2 separate regions of the Mus musculus genome follow, and region 1 is linked to region 2. A link is a contact called in public ChIA-PET data. All regions are on one chromosome and are shown on one strand. Each heading gives the region's core, a stretch centred on a gene start, on an enhancer-like site or on the middle of the called end of the contact. The rest is flanking DNA. Distances are from core to core; before and after follow the strand shown.

Region 1 (3,254 bases), core at 721-3,220, 210 kb after region 2:
CAGCAGAGAGTCTTTCCAGTGGAGTGACTACCAGGTCCGAGAGGTGAGTGAGGAACGGTCAGCTTAGCTCAGTAGCCCACGTGTGGGGAAAAAGTAAAGAGAAATCCTGGAACATGTTTAAAGCACTCCATAATCCCCCTACTCAAAAGCACGTAAGTGAACAATCTGGATGATCAGAGTTCGTTTTTATTTTTTCCCAAACTGAAAAGAAAAGGTTATATTTTCTTTCTGCTCATATCCATCTTATTATTTTTAAATTTAATTTCAACCTGCCTCTCCCTTTCCTGTTTTTACCCAAAAGTAGAATTGTAAAAAAACATTCTGTGGTGTTATTTCTGGCCAGTATCAAGCCAGGAAGCTCTTGCAATCTTGAGGGAGTGCCTGATCCTGAGAGCTTGCCAGCCTTCCTCCAGCTAGGTGGAAGAAAACAAAGACACTCGATACTCTATGACTTCTTCCTCAGCGCTTGTGGATGCTCGCTTACTTTGGGAAGATTCACAGCAATAGCGAATGATGAGAATAAGTTGCATTAATTCACAGGCACATGCGTCCTGGTTCCCCTTCTGAAAACTAGTGGGTTGGTTTTTTTTAAGGTAAAAGTTGAATGAAGAAACAGATGTTAACTCCAAAAGTCTTTCTCCTGCAATATGTAGCAATGGGCATTCCCCATCAAACTGCTCATGGAACACTCCTTATAGCCATGCTCTTTAAAATAACCCCTCAACTTTTGAGATTTACACAAAACTAAATTTTACTCCATAGCAGTATTCTCCTCTCAAAATTCAAAAATCTAACCTCAATAAATTTAGCTTATGATTTGCTTTTGATGTAAAAGCAAGTGGGAAAATTTTAAAAACTTAAGTTCCATAAATTTCAAACATAATTTTTTTTCAGAAATTATTTTATAGCTAATAGAATTCTACTGGAGGAGGAAGGGCCATTCTCACACAGGAGCATCAGTCTCCAGTCTGAGCAACTTCACTCTGCAGGGTATTCTGTTTCACCAGTTATGTAGCTGTGTCCAGCTGTCATCCATGGTATTGACTACTTCTGTGGTTGTGATCTATTGTGGGTATATAAATATATAACATATGCATTGCTTTTTTTCTTCCTGATAGTGAATGAAATCGTTAGATTTTTTCCTGAATAAGCAGAAAACACTATACATTTTTAAACAAATCCATTAAAATAATCAGTGTCCTCCCTCCATACTGAGTGCATTTGGCATCTTGAACTACATGGCCATTTCTAGCTAATGTTAAAAGAAATATATTGAATTATTGGAAACTTAGAACTGTTTTCACCCAAATTCAATTCTGAGCATCTACAGATTGGTCAATTTGAACCCTTATGCCTATGGGTTTTTTTTTCTTTCTTCTAGTGTGTATGGACACCATTGAAATAAAAGAGAAAACTTGCAAGAATGAGCCACTTTACAACATTTCATATTTAATTAGAGAAGACGAGCCAGGAGGGCTGCTGACACGGTGCCAGAGAATATTTCTAATTGCTTTACATCTTCCTACTTCGTGATGATGTCTCCTCTAGTGGGAGAAAAAAAATAAATCAGTTAATAATTACAGGTACTACCATTTTTTTTTTCAGAAACAGTCAACACCCCTCAGTCAGCTAGCTCGGACCTCAGTGTGGTGAGCTGTGCTTAGTCTCCTGGATACTATTGTTTAGATTTTCCTCATTGATTCCCAACACTTACATAAAGTCAAACACATCAGGCCTCCTGCTGATGGAGGTTAATCTGCTCACTGTACAGATGAAGGACAGGTCACAGCGAGGCTTCTGGCCCTTACTCACTAGCTTCTCCATGAGAAGTAGAACTCAGCTCCCCCATGAACACGCTTTGCTTTTGGGTTCCTGCCATTCCCTGGGGCTGTTCGTTAGATTCCACACAGACTTCTCATGACATGACTCACACTTGACTCACAGAGTCTACAAAGAGCACAAAAGCCAGCTGACCACATCCTGCCACGCACACCCCTTTAACAGTCCCAAGCCCTCTCTTTCTAAGTCACTGCCCTGGGAAGACGGTATTATACCCAATCTGATAGGTACTTACTTCCTTGTGCTATTGCTCTGACGGTCTCAGGGCATTTTGCAAACACTCTGCATTCACCTTTACCTCACCGGAAGAAAATCCTCTTTGTGCAGGGAAAAATACATTGGTCTTAGGTAGCTTCTACTTTCTGGTTTGTCCCTAGTCTGTCTGATATGTGTTTATGTATGCTGCCTAATGTCTAAGTGTTTGGCTCATGTCTCTCACTGGAGCGGGGGAGGGGGGGTATAAGAGATACTTTACAGAAATCTTTAGCAAAGTTTTATAAGCAAAAATATCACAGAGTTCAACTGAGCCATGTGACAGACAATACTGCCAACATACCGTGTATCAAACAATATCTCTATGCTGTTTCCAACATTTATGGCAAGTATTTGTAGCATAAGGTCTCTTTTGACATATTTGCTGTTTTCAACAAATGATTATCATAACACAAACACACACACACACACTGTTCTCTGGGTCAGGGGCATGGAACAGTACATAATTTAAGATTACAGCTATGCACTAGTGTAGGTTGTAAAAGGTGATTATATTGGAAATCCAAAGCAAATAAAGTTGGGTGTTCTTTTGTTCTCTTAAATCAAGTTAAGCAAGCAGGCCAAGTACACAGTAGGATGGCAGTCATAGTATTATATGACCTCAAGGTGTATTGTTAACTCAGGGGACAGGGGCTTACTGGCCTCAACCGTACACAACACACAACTAAGGAATTCTGTGAGAGAGTAAAAGAAATAGTCTCAGAGAAGAAAAATAGGTAAAGAAATAAACCAATTGATTATCTAATACCAAATGCCCGACCCTGAAAACATATGTATACAAGTAATATTATATAGGCTGAGTAGGTTGTATTCATTTATATACATGATATATAATATTCATTTCTATATGAATATTATATGTAAATGAATATATTCATATGTAATGCATAAATATGCCAACTCTTCATCATATGCAATGATTTTAACCAGTTGTTGCATAACCTCAGTGCCTATGAAATTACTGATTTTAACTTCCTAAACCCTCTCCTGCTGAACACATCACAAAGGCTGCCTGTTAGACTTACGTGTGCCCTCTACTCCTGCACTGTAGCAAATCTGAAAAATGGATTTTCCATTGAGTATTACTGCTCTGTTTTTTTTTTTAATTCAGCCACCAGTAGAGAGATTGAAACAAATGTATA
Region 2 (3,455 bases), core at 79-2,578:
TTACAATGCTCCTCCTGCCACAGTCTTCCAAGTGATAGGGTTATAGCCATGTACTCTCACACCCCCAAAAACATTATCATTAAAAATGAAACAGTTAGCCAGGTACTCTACATAAGACACACATACACAATTGCATTCTGCTGTAAAGAAGAGTAAGTCACAACATTCACAGGAAATTAGATCAAATTATAATGTTCAATGAAATAAGCTAGCCTTGGGAAGATGTATATCACATGTTTTGTTCTTATGTGGAGCTGTAGCTCTCTCTCTCTCTGTGGTGTGTGTGTGTGTGTGTAACTTATAAAAGGCATAAAATAAAATGTGGCTGATGAGATGGAAGAAAGAACTCTAAGAGGAGAAGGGAAATAATAAAAGGCTAATGGACCGTATAAGGCATGAAAGCAGAAGGAATGGCTCTTAGGGGAGGAAGAGGGCCTGAAGGGGAGGAAAGGGGGCAGCGCTCTGGGGGAAGGACAAAGAACAATGCATACGTATAAAAATGTCCACAATCACACTCACCACTGTGAACGCTAACTAAAATGCTGGTAAAAGTGAAAATTGTTAGACGGTGACAGTACAAAAGGAAAATTTTCATTGTTTACAGGGAAAGGACACATAACGAGAAGCCTGAAGCATACTGGAATGAGGAGAGCAGCTTGGCTTGACTGCCCAGACCCTCTCAGAGAGAAAAATAGAAAAACAATAATAGAAAAACATAGAAAAAATTAAAAAATAGAAAAACAAGTTTGAATATGTCCTTATTAGTATTTTCAAGATTTCAAAACAAATAAAACGATGGCGTGTGTGTGTGTGTGTGTGTGTGTGTGTGTGTGTGTGTGTGTGTGGTGTTAGCTTAAACAAAAAATAAACAGAAAATGAGAGCTACATTGTGGGACATCTACCACCAAACTGTTATCAGTCTCATGAAGAGTATCAAATGTCTCCCCCAAGATTGCACCCAGTCCTCCAATCTCCCCAGAGCAGCGGATAATCAAAGCCAAGGTTGATAAATGCCCAACTAATTTTTTCTCATCTCTCAGTCATGAAAGTGCTGAACAGAAACACTTGGCGCGCTTTCAAAATCATTACAGTACAGGCATAATGGGAAAAGCAAGAGAGAGGCAGCTTTCCTCCGGAGAGGTTTTCGGTGTGCTGTTCGGCTGCTGTTTGCAAAAGCTAAAGGCTCGCTCGCAGCAGTGCCTCTACTGCCCTTGTGGTTTCTTCTCCTCGCACACTTCTGTTTTTCTCATTCTAAGTCTTTATAGGAAAGGAAGAGGCGCAGCTCATGCGGTTAAGCACAGAAGAGCTTCCAAATGGTGCAACCGGTTGCCATAGCACCAGCATAATCAGCCCTATCTCGGGGTAAAACCGCAACTTCTCTAGCTCATGTTGAAGCCGCCTGGCTGCACACTTTAACTGCTACGAAATACCGAATTTCAGGTTGACTTGACTTTGCTCTAGTGAAATCGTATTTCAACAACGAGGCTAACTTTGTATAATGATTGGTTTGATTTCAGAGGCACTTCCCTTTGCAAGGTAACTTACAAATGATACTTTAATGTCAAAATATTAAATCCCATCTTATATTTAAAAATACAAACAGGAATTGTGTAATGAAACTCGGACTGAACATATTACAATAAGAAAAGTCTAATAGAAAATGGAACATGTTCCTTTCCATTCAAGATTATGAAATGATCAAAGATAATCAGGCAGGATTTTTTTCCATATTTGTGAAGAATCCTCTGTTATAATGTACTAAAATAATACCTACCAGTAGGAAGTACAGTATCACCATCTTTGGGAGCCAATGAGCTAAACTACTTAAGTTGGATAACTTCCTAAATGTTACACCTGATAGTACCATGAAAGCAAGGCCTGAAGGAGAGATGCATGCTGGTCTTTCCTCTGCCTGGGCATATCAACGGACAGTCATTTGCCCTGTGTTGGAAACATTTTTCCATGGTGAGGATTTTTACTAACACTCTTACATGTTGATTACCTTATTGTTCCATGATAAAGAAAAATATGAAAATAGCCTGCCGATGTTCATAAACAATATTGGGGTTGTGAGATATCGCCTATTTAGTTGCTTAAGAAAAACTCATCTTGGGCCAGTTCTTCAGGCTTTCTGTCAGCAGAAAGGATATTGTCTGTCTGAAATAAAATAAGTAGCATGCTGAATCCTGACACCTGTTGTAATATTTCAGGCGGCCTGCATCTTACCTCGATTTCACTGATTTTCAACCTGTGGGTCATGACCGCTGGAGGAGTCTCATATCAGATATTCTACTTACCAGATATTTACATTACAATTGATAACAGTAGCAAAATTATAGCTATGAAGTAGTAACAGAAATCGTTTTTATGGTTGGGGGTCACGATACCATGAGGAACTGTATTAAAGGGGTCACAACATTAAGAAGCTTGAGAACCACTGATTTAAGTGTTACAAAAACCATCCTTCCTCCAGGAAGTCTATTCAAGGTCTGCCTGGGTCTAGGGCTGCAATTCAGTTGTACTAGCCCTTACCTAACATCAAGGAGGCCCTGAGATGAAGCCCCAGAAGAGCCAGAATCAGATGTAGTCGCTTCTTCCTATAACCCCAGTAATCAGGAAGTGGAAACAAAAGACTCAGAAGTTTCAGGCCATCCTCATACTTGGCTACACAGACAATGCAGGGCCTCAGGCGACGCTGTAAAAATTAAAAATCCCCAAACACCTACTTGGATCTAGATTTCCTACTCAGGGCTCCTAGACCTCCAATTCTCAGACATTCGTTTTATTTGTTCGTGGGTCTGAGACAGGGTCTCATGTAGCCTAAGCTTCATGGTTGCTTATGGTTATCAAACTCATTGTGCAGCCAAGATGACCTTCAATTTATAATCCTTCTTTCCCTGCTTCTGTCATGCTGGTGCTGGCATTACCAACACTCACCCCCATATTGGACTCCTGTGATGTTGGGAATCAAATGTAAAGCTTTATACGTGCTAGGCAAGCACACTACAAACTGAGCTACATTTGTCGCTCTGGAAGTCATTCATAAGGGTTGAGAGACTTTCCCTTTTACTAGGTGTCTATGCTACTTAAGTTTAGGCTCTAGATTAGCAGTGCTCAACCTGTGGGTGGCAACCCTTTGGAGATCGAACAATCCTTTCACAGGGGTAGCCTAAGACCATCGGGAAACAGGGATATTTACATTATAATTCATAACAGTAACAAAATTACAGTTATGAAGTAGCAACAGAAATAATCTTATGATGGGGGGTTACCTAACATGCGGATCTGTAATAAACGGTCATAGCCTTGTTTGATGAATGGCATTCCTCTTGGGTTATTAAATGAGAAAGGAAGACATAGGTGGCTTAAGTAATCTGTTTCATAACAGACTAAGCAACAGCACCAAACCTAAATCCCAGGTCATACAGAATCCAAAGAACCTGATTTCCACAAAA

The links. ChIA-PET counts read pairs in DNA pulled down with a chosen protein or histone mark.
Region 1: a contact with region 2 is called in an RNA polymerase II ChIA-PET map of effector CD8 T cells, with 18 read pairs. The contact joins two enhancer-like sites. A contact is called at or near these places in 9 of 484 Hi-C or Micro-C datasets (the AML12 cell line, the Ba/F3 cell line, LSK cells and 5 more), 4 of 115 datasets of contacts at active chromatin or transcription factors (CD8 T cells, bone marrow-derived macrophages, effector CD8 T cells and 1 more) and 1 of 9 other capture datasets (liver).

The regions. Positions count from the first base shown.
Region 1 is chr1:138,346,716-138,349,969 of GRCm38.p6, forward strand. No RefSeq gene overlaps it. Among named protein-coding and RNA genes, the nearest start is that of Atp6v1g3, 75 kb to the left of the region's middle. Within about 2 kb of position 1,971, at least 160 of the 459 cell types and tissues checked have an H3K27ac peak or open chromatin away from gene starts, as enhancers often do. A contact at or near this core is called in the Ba/F3 cell line, CD8 T cells, bone marrow-derived macrophages and 1 more, where this site is marked.
Region 2 is chr1:138,135,308-138,138,762 of GRCm38.p6, forward strand. All of the region lies in intron 1 of Ptprc (protein tyrosine phosphatase, receptor type, C), which reads right to left. Among named protein-coding and RNA genes, the nearest start is that of Ptprc, 38 kb to the right of the region's middle. Within about 2 kb of position 1,329, at least 201 of the 459 cell types and tissues checked have an H3K27ac peak or open chromatin away from gene starts, as enhancers often do. A contact at or near this core is called in the Ba/F3 cell line, CD8 T cells, bone marrow-derived macrophages and 1 more, where this site is marked.